2 separate regions of the Mus musculus genome follow, and region 1 is linked to region 2. A link is a contact called in public HiChIP or PLAC-seq data. All regions are on one chromosome and are shown on one strand. Each heading gives the region's core, a stretch centred on a gene start, on an enhancer-like site or on the middle of the called end of the contact. The rest is flanking DNA. Distances are from core to core; before and after follow the strand shown.

What was found. HiChIP or PLAC-seq counts read pairs in DNA pulled down with a chosen protein or histone mark.
Region 1: a contact with region 2 is called in an HNF4G HiChIP or PLAC-seq map of pancreatic cancer cells. The contact joins two enhancer-like sites. A contact is called at or near these places in 1 of 39 promoter capture datasets (neural stem cells), 1 of 484 Hi-C or Micro-C datasets (the N1E-115 cell line) and 2 of 115 datasets of contacts at active chromatin or transcription factors (extraembryonic endoderm stem cells and pancreatic cancer cells).

The regions. Positions count from the first base shown.
Region 1 is chr6:115,268,461-115,273,979 of GRCm38.p6, reverse strand. All of the region lies in intron 10 of Syn2 (synapsin II), which reads right to left. Among named protein-coding and RNA genes, the nearest start is that of Timp4, 19 kb to the right of the region's middle. Within about 2 kb of position 1,864, at least 87 of the 459 cell types and tissues checked have an H3K27ac peak or open chromatin away from gene starts, as enhancers often do. A contact at or near this core is called in pancreatic cancer cells, where this site is marked.
Region 2 is chr6:114,984,495-114,989,917 of GRCm38.p6, reverse strand. No RefSeq gene overlaps it. Among named protein-coding and RNA genes, the nearest start is that of Gm38876, 42 kb to the right of the region's middle. Within about 2 kb of position 1,462, at least 112 of the 459 cell types and tissues checked have an H3K27ac peak or open chromatin away from gene starts, as enhancers often do. A contact at or near this core is called in pancreatic cancer cells, where this site is marked.

The DNA of each region.
Region 1 (5,519 bases), core at 615-3,114, 280 kb before region 2:
AGCCTCCTCATGCCCCTTCCATTTTGCTCATGGTAGACTTACTCTACCTGGAACTTTAAGTCTGTGCTTTGTCGTCACCCCTCACCCTGACATCCAGGTTCTATTTGTACTTACTCTCTGTTCCCAGCTTCTGAAAGGAGAGCAACTGGGTTGCCCATGGCTCTTAGGGAGGGGTGGTGATGAGGTCTGGGTAGGGTGGGGTAGATGTATGAGCTTATGTGTGCCTGCTTTCTAATCGTGATGAACCGTAGGGTGGGGTCAGTTCAGGAGCTAGTGGGGTTCTGATCTACTCTTTGGGCTAGGCTGTACCGCCGGAGAGAGAGGGACCTGAATGGGGGTAAGATGCTAATACTGGTAAAGTGCTCAAGGCCAAGTTGTTTTGCTGTCTCAGAACGCAGAATTATAGTCTGCCTGACGGCATGGCTCCACTCCTACGCTTCCTCTCCTCCCAGCTGGGATTCTGATTATGTCCTGACAGGATCAAAGATGCATGTGACTTCGTTTGTCTCACATTTGTGTTTCAGGCAGTTCATGTTAGGGGTTTGTCTTCAGTGTGCCGGAAACATTCTCTAAAGCCAAAGTGTGCCAAGTGGGCCGATGGTGATGTCAGAGTGTGCCTCCACAAGCTGGGCTGCAAAGTGGGCTAAATGTGCCTTCAGTCGGCCTCCCGTTTCCCTCTCAGTGCCCTCTGCCCTCAGGAGAAGGCCCCAAGCCCTATTCCCACCTCAGTGCCATCTCTTCCCTGCTCCCCACTGCCCCCGTGTCTGAGGCTGGCCATGTCTCTCCTCCCTGCCCCGCACTGCCCCTGTGGCTGAGGCTGGCCATGTCTCTCCTGCTCCCTAGGGCCACTTTTTAGCTCAAATACCCTTGAAGTAGAAGTGTTCTCTTCCCAGTGCTCAGCCATTCAATGATGACATGACTCTAACTGTATAGAAGTTTATACAGTACCAGGCCTGGCCTTTGCATTATCCTTAGTACCCCACAGCAGGGAAGCCCATCTTACCTGTCAGCCACCTTCAACAACAAAACATCCCTTTCTTCCAAGACTCTAACTGGTTCCAGAAGACCTGCTCTGAGTTCTGACACTGAGATACACACTTAAGCATTAAGCCAGTTGGTGGCCACCTACGCCACTCATGCATCAGGGTCCCTCTAAACTAGCTTCCTAATCCTCCCCACTCATCTCTCCAATCTTTGTTCCCTATGGCCACTGTTCCCCTCTTAAAACTTCTCCCTAGACATGCCACTTAATTCTCCTGAAATTTCCCGAGTGTTTACTGTGTCCCACGTAAATGGGCCTTTATGTGACCTGTCCTTTACACCTCACAATGCTGTATGTAGTAGAAGATGTTATACCAAGATTCCCAGTTGCTCCAGCACAGTGGAACTAACCTTTCTAGCCTTCAGTTCCCCACATGTCCTAAAAGAATGCATGCCTTCTGGTCCCAACCTTATTGATAGTCTCTTTCCGAGGTCATGTGAAGCATCTAGACTGGTGCTTGCCAGTGCTCTCCCTCAGGCCTCACAGGAGGCACCCACCATGCAGGCTGACCCTGGCTCTCCTCAGTCACAGAAATACACACGTGAGACATTCAAGGATAAAATGAGCCCCAAAGTGCCCTTCCCAAGGCTTTGGGGAGAGAGGCCAGAGCCTGGGAATGTGCCTTGGCTACCCTTGATGGCGCCTGAAGAGTTTCTCCTGTCCCTGGTTCCACTGAGGCTGGGGATGGAAGACTTCTCAGGGGCTGAGGAAGCCAGGAGGAGAGTCCCCTAGGACTGTCCCTTGCCAGGCTGAGACACTCTGGCTCCTCCCACAAGCCTGCTGTCTGCTAGGGGCTGAGGGCTTATTCCCTGTGGGGTTTGGCTACCACGGGATCTGTCTCCAGTCACCAAGAGCCTCCTGGGATGCTGAATTCCACAGAAGTCTGGCCACTCTGGCGTCACTGCCAAAATTTGGCATATAGCCAGCCCAAGGCAGGACCTCGTGGTCAGCCTGAGCAGCAGAGTTTCTCTCAGGAAGCTGGTTGACTCAAACAGGTAAGAATGTTTAGTCCAGCTCCCGTGGCCAGCTGCACACACACAGGGAGGAGGAAAAGAGCCTTTTAACTGCCTACAAAACAAAGCCCCGTGAAACCGAGCTTATGGAAAGACTGCAAGTGGCTGTCAGTCTGATACCACTGCCTAAACTAATGTGGCTGAAGGTGCATTTGTGTCTTAATGGGGGAGGGGAGCCCTCCCTTCTTGCTTGGTCAAGCCTCCTTAGAAAGCAGTCACCACGCTGGGCACCTCTTTGGAGGGGTCCATTGGTAGGGTCTGTGAAGAGATAGGGGTTGAGAGACTGGAAACACTTTCTTTATGAGATTTGACAAGTTACATCTCTGCATCTTGGCTTCCCCAAATGGTCAGACTACAAGGATTAAACGATGATGTGACCCTGGCAGCACCAGAGTTAGTGTCAATCATGTCAGTGGTAGCCTAGGTAACACTGACTGTCCCACTGTGAGAACTCTTCAACTAGCACCTAGAAAAACTCTGGCCAGAGATACTATATAGGGGATGCAAGTTGTCACAGGCAGATGAGTTCTGCTGGCTCCTTCGTCTCTAGGCTTCCACTAATTCTTTGTGCATTTGAGTTCTTTGGATGACAGAGGTAAGAGATAGCAGTGCAGTCTTGAGGCAAGAAAAGCCCCAGGGCTGCTGGGCCTGAACAGAGATATCCCGAAGGCATAGGGTTTGAGGGACTCCTCGGTGAGGAGAGCAAGCTGCCGCCCATAGAGGTTTGGTAGGCTAATTAATATCCTGCTCTGCTGGGTCTGTGGGGCTTTAGCAATCAAAGGGGCTGGGGGGCAGAAGAGATGAATGTCCCATGAAGCAGCTGGTGAAGTGACAGGTCAAGCATCTGGCTATCAATGGAGGAGAGCAAGTTTCCTCATACGGCACCACGAGTGCCCAGGTTTCCCTTTCTTTCCTTCCCCCTCACAGGCATACCAAAAAGCCCCGGTGCATGGTATTACACAGACCCTTCTGAGCTGGGGGTCAGATGGTCCAGCTCTTCTTAGCAGCCAGGTGACTCTGGATAGGTCATCTTCATTGTCTTTCCTGATATGTCAACACATAAAGAATTACAACCTCCATATCTCACATAAGAGTTTTGAGGCTTAAAAACATCAAATGAGCTTTATAAACTATAAAGTCCTAGCCAGTGAATAATATATGGTAACGCCATTGTTTTTGTTTAAATAAGAGTAAATCTACAGTGTGAGAACTACATGTATCAATGGAAAAGATATTGCTAACTAGTTTCCTGTCATCTTGTGCACACGGAGGGTAGTTCTTGTGTGGGGGATTTGGGGTTGGGTTAGACCATGCCTTCTCTCTATACATCACTGCCTTAGTTTGGGCAAGATCCACTCAATTGCAGATCACTGGCCTGAGAGAGAAACGTAGCCCATGAGGATCTATGGGGGTTTTGCTGAAGGTACATCTAATTTCCCACCCTGTGGCTTTTGTTAGACAGACTGGCAGAGGAGCTCCTATCTAAGTGAGGCCCCAACAGGATGGAAAGCTGAGGAAGGAAAGACATTGAGTGACTCAACTTTTGAGAATTGTTGGCTTAACACCAGCTGCCCCCACCAGGAGGAAGGCCTGTGCTTGCTCAGCATATCTGAGACAGGAAATTGGGAAAGGGTCCCAGGGTCTGGCCCCAGGAAAGGGGCCAGGCCAAGCTCCTTGCTGGCCACGCCACAGAACTATTCTGATCAGCTCCCCCAGGCCTTGCTTCCCCGGTCCAGTACTCCAGGGAGAATGAAGCAGCAGGAAGGAATGTGGTCAGGAGGTTGTAGAGCAAAGGGGACAGTATGTTTTCAGCACCTTGAGACCTTTCAGTTGCCACTGCCCCTTTCCTTCCTCTGCAAGGGTATAAAAGGTATCCAGGAATGAGATGATGCCCCTTCCTTCCCAGGGGAATTACTCTTGGGCAAAGACCACTGCCTGGATAGTGGCCCTTCCATAACCTGAGGACACCAGAAATGGTCCGTGGGGGCCACAAGTCCTATGGGGGCTCTGAGGATCAGGTCACCCTAGGTCAGAATGTCAGTTTTGAGTGATTAAAGATGTCCATGAAAGTAAAGACAATCCCAAAATAACTGGTTTCTCTTAATAGTTCGTTAAGGGATCTAGTCACTGGTGGCTTTATCTGAACCTGCCCCCAATCTCCTGGAGTTCTCAGCTTCTACTCACTGGGGAACACGTTCTCTCAAGCCGGGCCTGCTGTGGGAAGCAGGAAGGCCTTGGTTTGTCCTAACTTTACCTCTTAGAACAAGTGAAACAGTCCTGATATGGGATTGAAGGGATGGTTGTGCCTCTCCCTAATCGTCCAGCCCTGGAGGCTGTTCTCAGAGTGAAGAGATCCCCTCTCATCTTGGTCTCCTTGTACAAGTTCACAGAAAAATTTATCATATATGTATGAGTGTTTGCCTACATATATGTATGGGTGCCGTGTGCATGCTTGGGGCCCACAGAAGTTAGAGAAAAGTATCTTTAATCCTTGCAGATAGCTGTGAGCTAGGAACTAGAGGGGGCCCTCTGCCAGAGCAGCCAGTGCTCCTAAGCACTGAGCCATTGCTCCAACACCTCCCACCCCAGTCCTTTTATTCTAAGTTTTTCCCACTACCTCTCCCAGGTCTGGTGGTTACACTCAGCCTGGAGCACAGTACTCTAGTTCTGGAAGGTTCTGAGAGCTACTTGCCTCATCAGCCCCCACCCATCCTGTCACCACCTCCCCACCCAGTAAGTAGCTTATCCTGCTGAAATCTGAACATTAATGTGACAGTCACATGGTCCCGAGCAGCAGTTGCTGCTCTCAGTATCGGCGAGTTGATTCCTTAATACAAGGTCAAAGCCTGTCTTCCAGCAGATTTGCCTCTGGGACCATTTCTAATCCGTGACGGCATCAGAAAGCTAAAGACATTGAGTCATAGCCTTCTGGAAACAGCTGGTAGTCAACTGAAGCTCCTTTAGCTTATGTTGTTTGGTCTGAGACAGAGGTCCATGTATACTAAGCTAACATCAAATCTGCTGTATAGTGAAGGATGACCCAGAGCTTTTGATTCATATATCTCCACCGAAAGAAGGCTGAGATTACAAGGGAGCCACCACACCTGGCTTATGCCTATGCTGGAGACTGATCCCAAGGCACGCACGCTTGAGTCGTGGTATACAAGTACTCTGCCAGCTGAACTACATCCTCTGTTGCCACAGCTCTCTTACTTTTGTCCATAAAGTAGATGAGCCACAAGCCCCAACATCCTGGCCTCTCCTCTCAGTTGGAATCCATCCTGTTATATTACCACCCTTGGACTAGAAGCAACATTCAGTGTGTTTTCTGATCAGTTCAGGCAGTGAGAGAGAGAGAGCGAGCTTCACTTTTTCCCAGATGCACATCAATGCAGGTCAATGCTTCCCAAGGCCTGGTCTTAAACTTGGTCTCTATGGACCTCATCCACAAGCCAAACAGGGAG
Region 2 (5,423 bases), core at 213-2,712:
AAAGCATAAGGTGCCCCAACCTGTTTTAAGTGTCTACTTAGCCATGAACACATCAGTGGGTTTCGTGTTTCTGCTTAATTAAATATGTATGCTGTTGTAAATTGAGAAAAATTACAGCCATAAGCACACCAGCTCTGGAGAAAACAAGCTAGTGAGCTGGCCAGGACCGTGTCTGTGAGTCTATAAACCAGTGGTTTGGGCCATCAAATCTGCACTAGCCGTTTGCTTTTCTATGTGGGTTTTGTTGTTGTTTAGGTATTTTGTTTATTTTTATGTGAGTATGTGTGTAGCATATATACATGCGTGTGAGCCCTGGGTGCGGAGGCCAGAGGAAGGTAGAGGTCCTGCTCCTTTGCTGTCCACCATATTCCTTCAAGCCAGGGTCTCTCACTGAACCTAGAGCTAGGCTGGCAGCCAGCAAGTCTCAGTGGCTCTCCCATCTCTGTCCTCTGCAGCCCTGGGTTACACGCCCATGCAGAGACATGTCCACCTTTTACACGGGTGCTGGCTATTCACCCAGGCTCTCTCTCAGGCTTGCAAGGCAGGCCCTCTTCACTGCTAAGCCAGCTCACCTCCCCAGCCTTCTGTTTGTCCTGGTATCTGTTAATTTTTTTTAAAGCAAATTATATTTCGGAAACTTCGGAGTCACTAAGCCTTAGCTTTGTGACACTGAGTGAGGCTGTTAGTCCTAGGAAGCCACATTCTCCTCTGGGAGATCTTCTGCACTTGGCAGAACTCTCAAGATTAGCTTCGTGCATGTGAAACCCATAGCAAGGTCCTTGGCCTTGGCCTGGGGTGCTCTTAGTAGTATTAACATCAGAACACTCTGTTTAGCTCATGAAACACCAGGAGGGCTAGGCTGGGCTGGAAAATGTGGGGGTATCCTGCCTAGAATTCCCCCATTAGCAGAAGAGGCAGCTGAAGTCATGCAGAGAGGGGGACCCAGGGTCATATGGAGACACAAAGGTCCCACAGAATCCCAGCCCTGGTGGCTCTCCACTGGCTCTGCTGTTTTCTTCTGCAAACCCTGGCCTCTCTAAAATGCCCACATGCCTCCCCGGAGGCCATAGGCTAGTGCCTGTGCTCTCTTCTCTTTTGGTAGTCAGCCAAGAGGAACAAACTTGCAGTGACTCACCAGGTGAGCCAGTCCCCAGCGACTCTTCCTGTTATACAAAACACTCCTCTCTGACTGTGCCCACAGTTTGTATTCCCTGTTATTTCTATTCGTCCCTTCTGTTTGGAGAATCCATAAAGTGTGTATGTGTGTGTTGTGGGGGATGTGGAAGGGGGGTACCTACCCTAACACAAGACTACAGCCTGACATGCTAACCTTGTGGCCACCTGGAAGAGAAAAAGACTGGGTAGGCAGGTTGGCATGAGTTCAAGGTAGGGGCTGATGGCCGCCTCAGGGCATCGTGGAGCAGGTTTGGGCGGTAGTAGGGAGGGAGGGAGGGACTTGTCAGCTCTTGTCTGTGTGCTCAGCCTGCTCTCTGGGGAGAAAGAGACACCTGGCATATGCCAAAGGCTGGAGCACACAAAGGAACCCAGGAGGACCTTGGGGGTAGCATTGTTTCTCCAATTTGAGGCTCTCTTTTATTGTTTACAACACGCCATGTGCTTTTAAACTCCTGGTTGGCTGCCCCCACCACCTCCCCCATAAGCTCCTCAAATATACTGCCCCCCCCCCCCAGCACACTATCGGTTTGCACACCGCCTTCCTGCTTTGTGGCTCTGCTGGTTAGGAGTGGCTGCCTGCCCAATGGCTCTCCTGAAATCCCCATTAGGTCATCAACAGCCAATCAGAGCTTCTGATCAACTTGGCCTAACCTGTGTTTCTACCTGGGTTGACATAATCCTAAAAGCAAAGAAACTTGACAGCTTTCCTCAGCTAGCAGAGTCTTTTTACTGGCTTTTGAGAGCTTTCAAGTGCTTGCAGGGGTGTGGGGTGCGGGGGGGGGGGGGCTCCTTACTGCCTCAGGGAAATCTCTGTTGAGAGCCAATATGGAGCCCAAATCCATTCTTAGGCTCAGCTTGTGGATGGGGCTTCCCAGGAGTTAAGAGCAGATCACAGGCCCATTCAGCCGCCCTCCAGTGGCCTCTGCAGAGTCATATTATCCAGTTCAGGGCTAGCCATATGGCTCAGACGACAACATGAACTCAGACTTCAGTGCTGTATCAATCAGATACCATGGTACATACTACAACTCCAGCACCTAGAACATGGAGACAGCAACATGAGAAGCTCCGGGTCATGTTCTGTCTTCTACTGTCAAGCTTACAAGCATCCTTTGAGACCAGACCCAAGCCCAGTCCAAGCTGGGAGTACAATGGTGCACACCTTGGTCCCTGCACTTGAGAGGCAAAGGCAGACAGATCTATGGGAGTTTGAAGCTAGCCTGGTCTACATAGCAAGACCCAGGAGAGCCAGGGCTATGTAGAGAGACTCAGTCTTTAAAAGAAAAAAAAAAAAGAGTTAAGGGTCACCATCACAGTGAGTGATGGGACATGAAGGCCATTGTCTCCGCCATTTCCATCAGTCCTGGGGTTCACTGTGCTGAGGTCAGGGATCTTGTTTCCCTGACTTTCTATCCCCGCCAGGAACTAACTGTGGACAACAGCCAAGCTAGGTTCAGACTTTCATTAAAGTGTCAGGAACCTGGCTGTAGCATTTCGTCTGACTTGATTCTCCTTCCACTCTATGTCTTCTGCTAGCCAAAGCATCAACGGTGCTCAGAAGCCAGCTGAATGGCTGTGCAACTTGAGACATATGCGCCATTTTCCCTCTAACATCAAGATGCAAAAAGTCCTTTCATCCTCAGGTACATTCGAGACCTACCACGGAAGGAGTGCCAGCGGCCAAGGACACATGAGGATGCTCATTAGGGCAGTGCAAAGCCAAGCCACTGGGGCATAATCGGTTCACGAGTACCAGTATGGCTCTCGAAGTTAAAGGCAGAGTCCTGGTACAGTGCTGGCGGGGCTGTATCACACAGTAAAGCTGCTGTAGGTGACTGTTGGGTGGCTTCACACGGCTACCAGGACTCCAGTAATCAATCCTGCTGCATCGGCCTTGAGAAGTCAGGACTACAGGCAGGCACCACTGTCTCTCTCTAGTTTGTATACATACACACATACATACATGCATACATGCAGGCATACATAGATAAATGCATACATAGGTGTGTATGTTTGTGTGTGCATGCACATGCTGATGCACGTTCAAATGCCATGGCACCACATATAGAAGTCAGAAGACAGCTTACAGAAGTGGATTCTTCCACCATGTGATTCTGGGAATCAAACTCAGGTTGTCAGACTTAGCAGCAAGCTCCTATACTTGCTGAACCATCTCACTGGCCCCAACAGCCAAGATTCGTAAATGCTGTTCCCATTGGATGGCATTTTACACTTGTTAGGTTGAGCCCATAGAGCCTATAAAAATGTTCACAGTAAACCAAAATGCTAGATGCACTGCTTAAGTTATTTATATATTTATTCTGTGCTCACAGATTCTAAGCATGTTTCTACCATTGAGCTCCTCTAGCCTTCAAAGTTAGGTAGGTAGGTGGGAGGGAAAGAAAGGGAAGGAAGGAGGGAAGAAAGGAAGGAAGGAGCTATAATATTAAATCTATCAAATATGAGCTTATAGGATAGCCAGATCAACTCCTGTAATGTGTGTGTGTGTGTGTGTGTGTGTGTGTGTGTTACATGCGTATGTGTATTTAATGTGGACTATTCTAAGGATTTGAAACTAGGAGTGACTTGGTTTAGAGTCGTGTCTTTACCTCTTGTAGATTTGTTGCTCTAAGTTTCTTAATCTTTTGGAATCTCAATTCGACTATGTATTGAAAAGGAAATTATGGCGTGTCCACCACAGACTTAATGCCTAGAATTTAATGAATGACTAACACATGTAAAGGCTGGATAGGATCCACCCCTTGGTTAGGGCTTGGCACATGGCAACTGTGTAGGATGGTGACTTATGTACAGCTGCCTCCATGTATGTTTGTGGTGATGGTTAAGGGTATAAAGGCTGGGAGTCCAGTGGGTCCTCAGTCCACTTAATAATGAGATTGTCCCTAAGAAGAACCACACAAAAGGCTCATATTCTGTTGTCAATTCTGCAGGAGAAACAATGGGAAGAGAATGAAGCCTGGTTCCATTCCATTCAGCACATAGGATTTTAAATGATAGTGGAACGGCCAGAGCAGCAGCGGGGCAGGAGTGGCGAGCAGGGCAGCTCTGCAGCAGGCCGGCAGGTCCCACCGAGTCAGAGCGTATCCTGTAGGTCCTGGTCTCCCAGGACTGAGTTTTCTTTGCTAGCACTCAGCAGTACTGGATTTTTCTTTTGTTTGGGGGTCAGTGGGAGATTGAGACAGAGTTTCTCTGTCTCACCCTGGCTGTCCTAGACCTTGCACTGTGTAACAGCCCTGGCCTCAAACTCAGAGATTTACCTGCTCCAGTGCTGGGATTAAAGGCATGCACCACCACTACCAGGATCAACAGCACAGGGTTTTAAAAGGTGAAAAGGTGTGTGTGTACATGCATGGGGGTACGTGTGTGTGTGTGTGTCTGTGTGTGTGTGTCTGTGTGTGTGCATATGTGGAGTTTAGATGAAAACAGTTTAGAATGTATGAACACAGAATAAATAAATAACTTCTGGGTGCACCTGACATTTTGTCCCGCATGAAGGTATATGTTGTGACAGCTTGGTCCTGTCTATTATGGTGTTGGGAGCTGGTGAAGGTCTGAAGAGGCCCAGTTGGAGGCTACTGGGACCCTGGTCCTTTTCTCTTTCCCTCCCAGCTGCCATGAGCAGAGCCCTTTCTTCTGTCACAGTCTACAAAGCAATAGAGCTGGGAAAGGGGACTAATGGGACCAGGGGAGAAAGGAAGGGGACAAGGCCTGAGGAGGAATTGCTCAACACAACTTGTACATACACTCATACACACACACTCTCACACACACATATATATACATACATATACACACATATACATATCCTCTCACACACATACATATACAATATATATACACATACTCATACATAACTACACTCACACATACATATACACAAATATATACAACACATACAATTATATATATATATATATACATATATATGGAAATTAATTTTTAATTAAAATTTAAAGAAAGCAACTAAGGTTGCACTGTGTTCTTGGCCGGCTAGCACATAACTAGGCTTGAAAGAGACCCTGAGTGTGTGTGCTGTCTCCAAATGCACTGTTGTCACCCTGCCCTTACGTAGTGACATGACCAGTAATGGAAGGAAGTTGCACAGAATTGCTCCTAAATTGTGGAATGGGAGCAAAGATTAAACTGCCCCGTGATTTACTTCTAGGTGACCTTCAGCTGAGGAGCCGCTGGTGGCACAGAGAGTGTGTCACGGGGCATTGTCATTT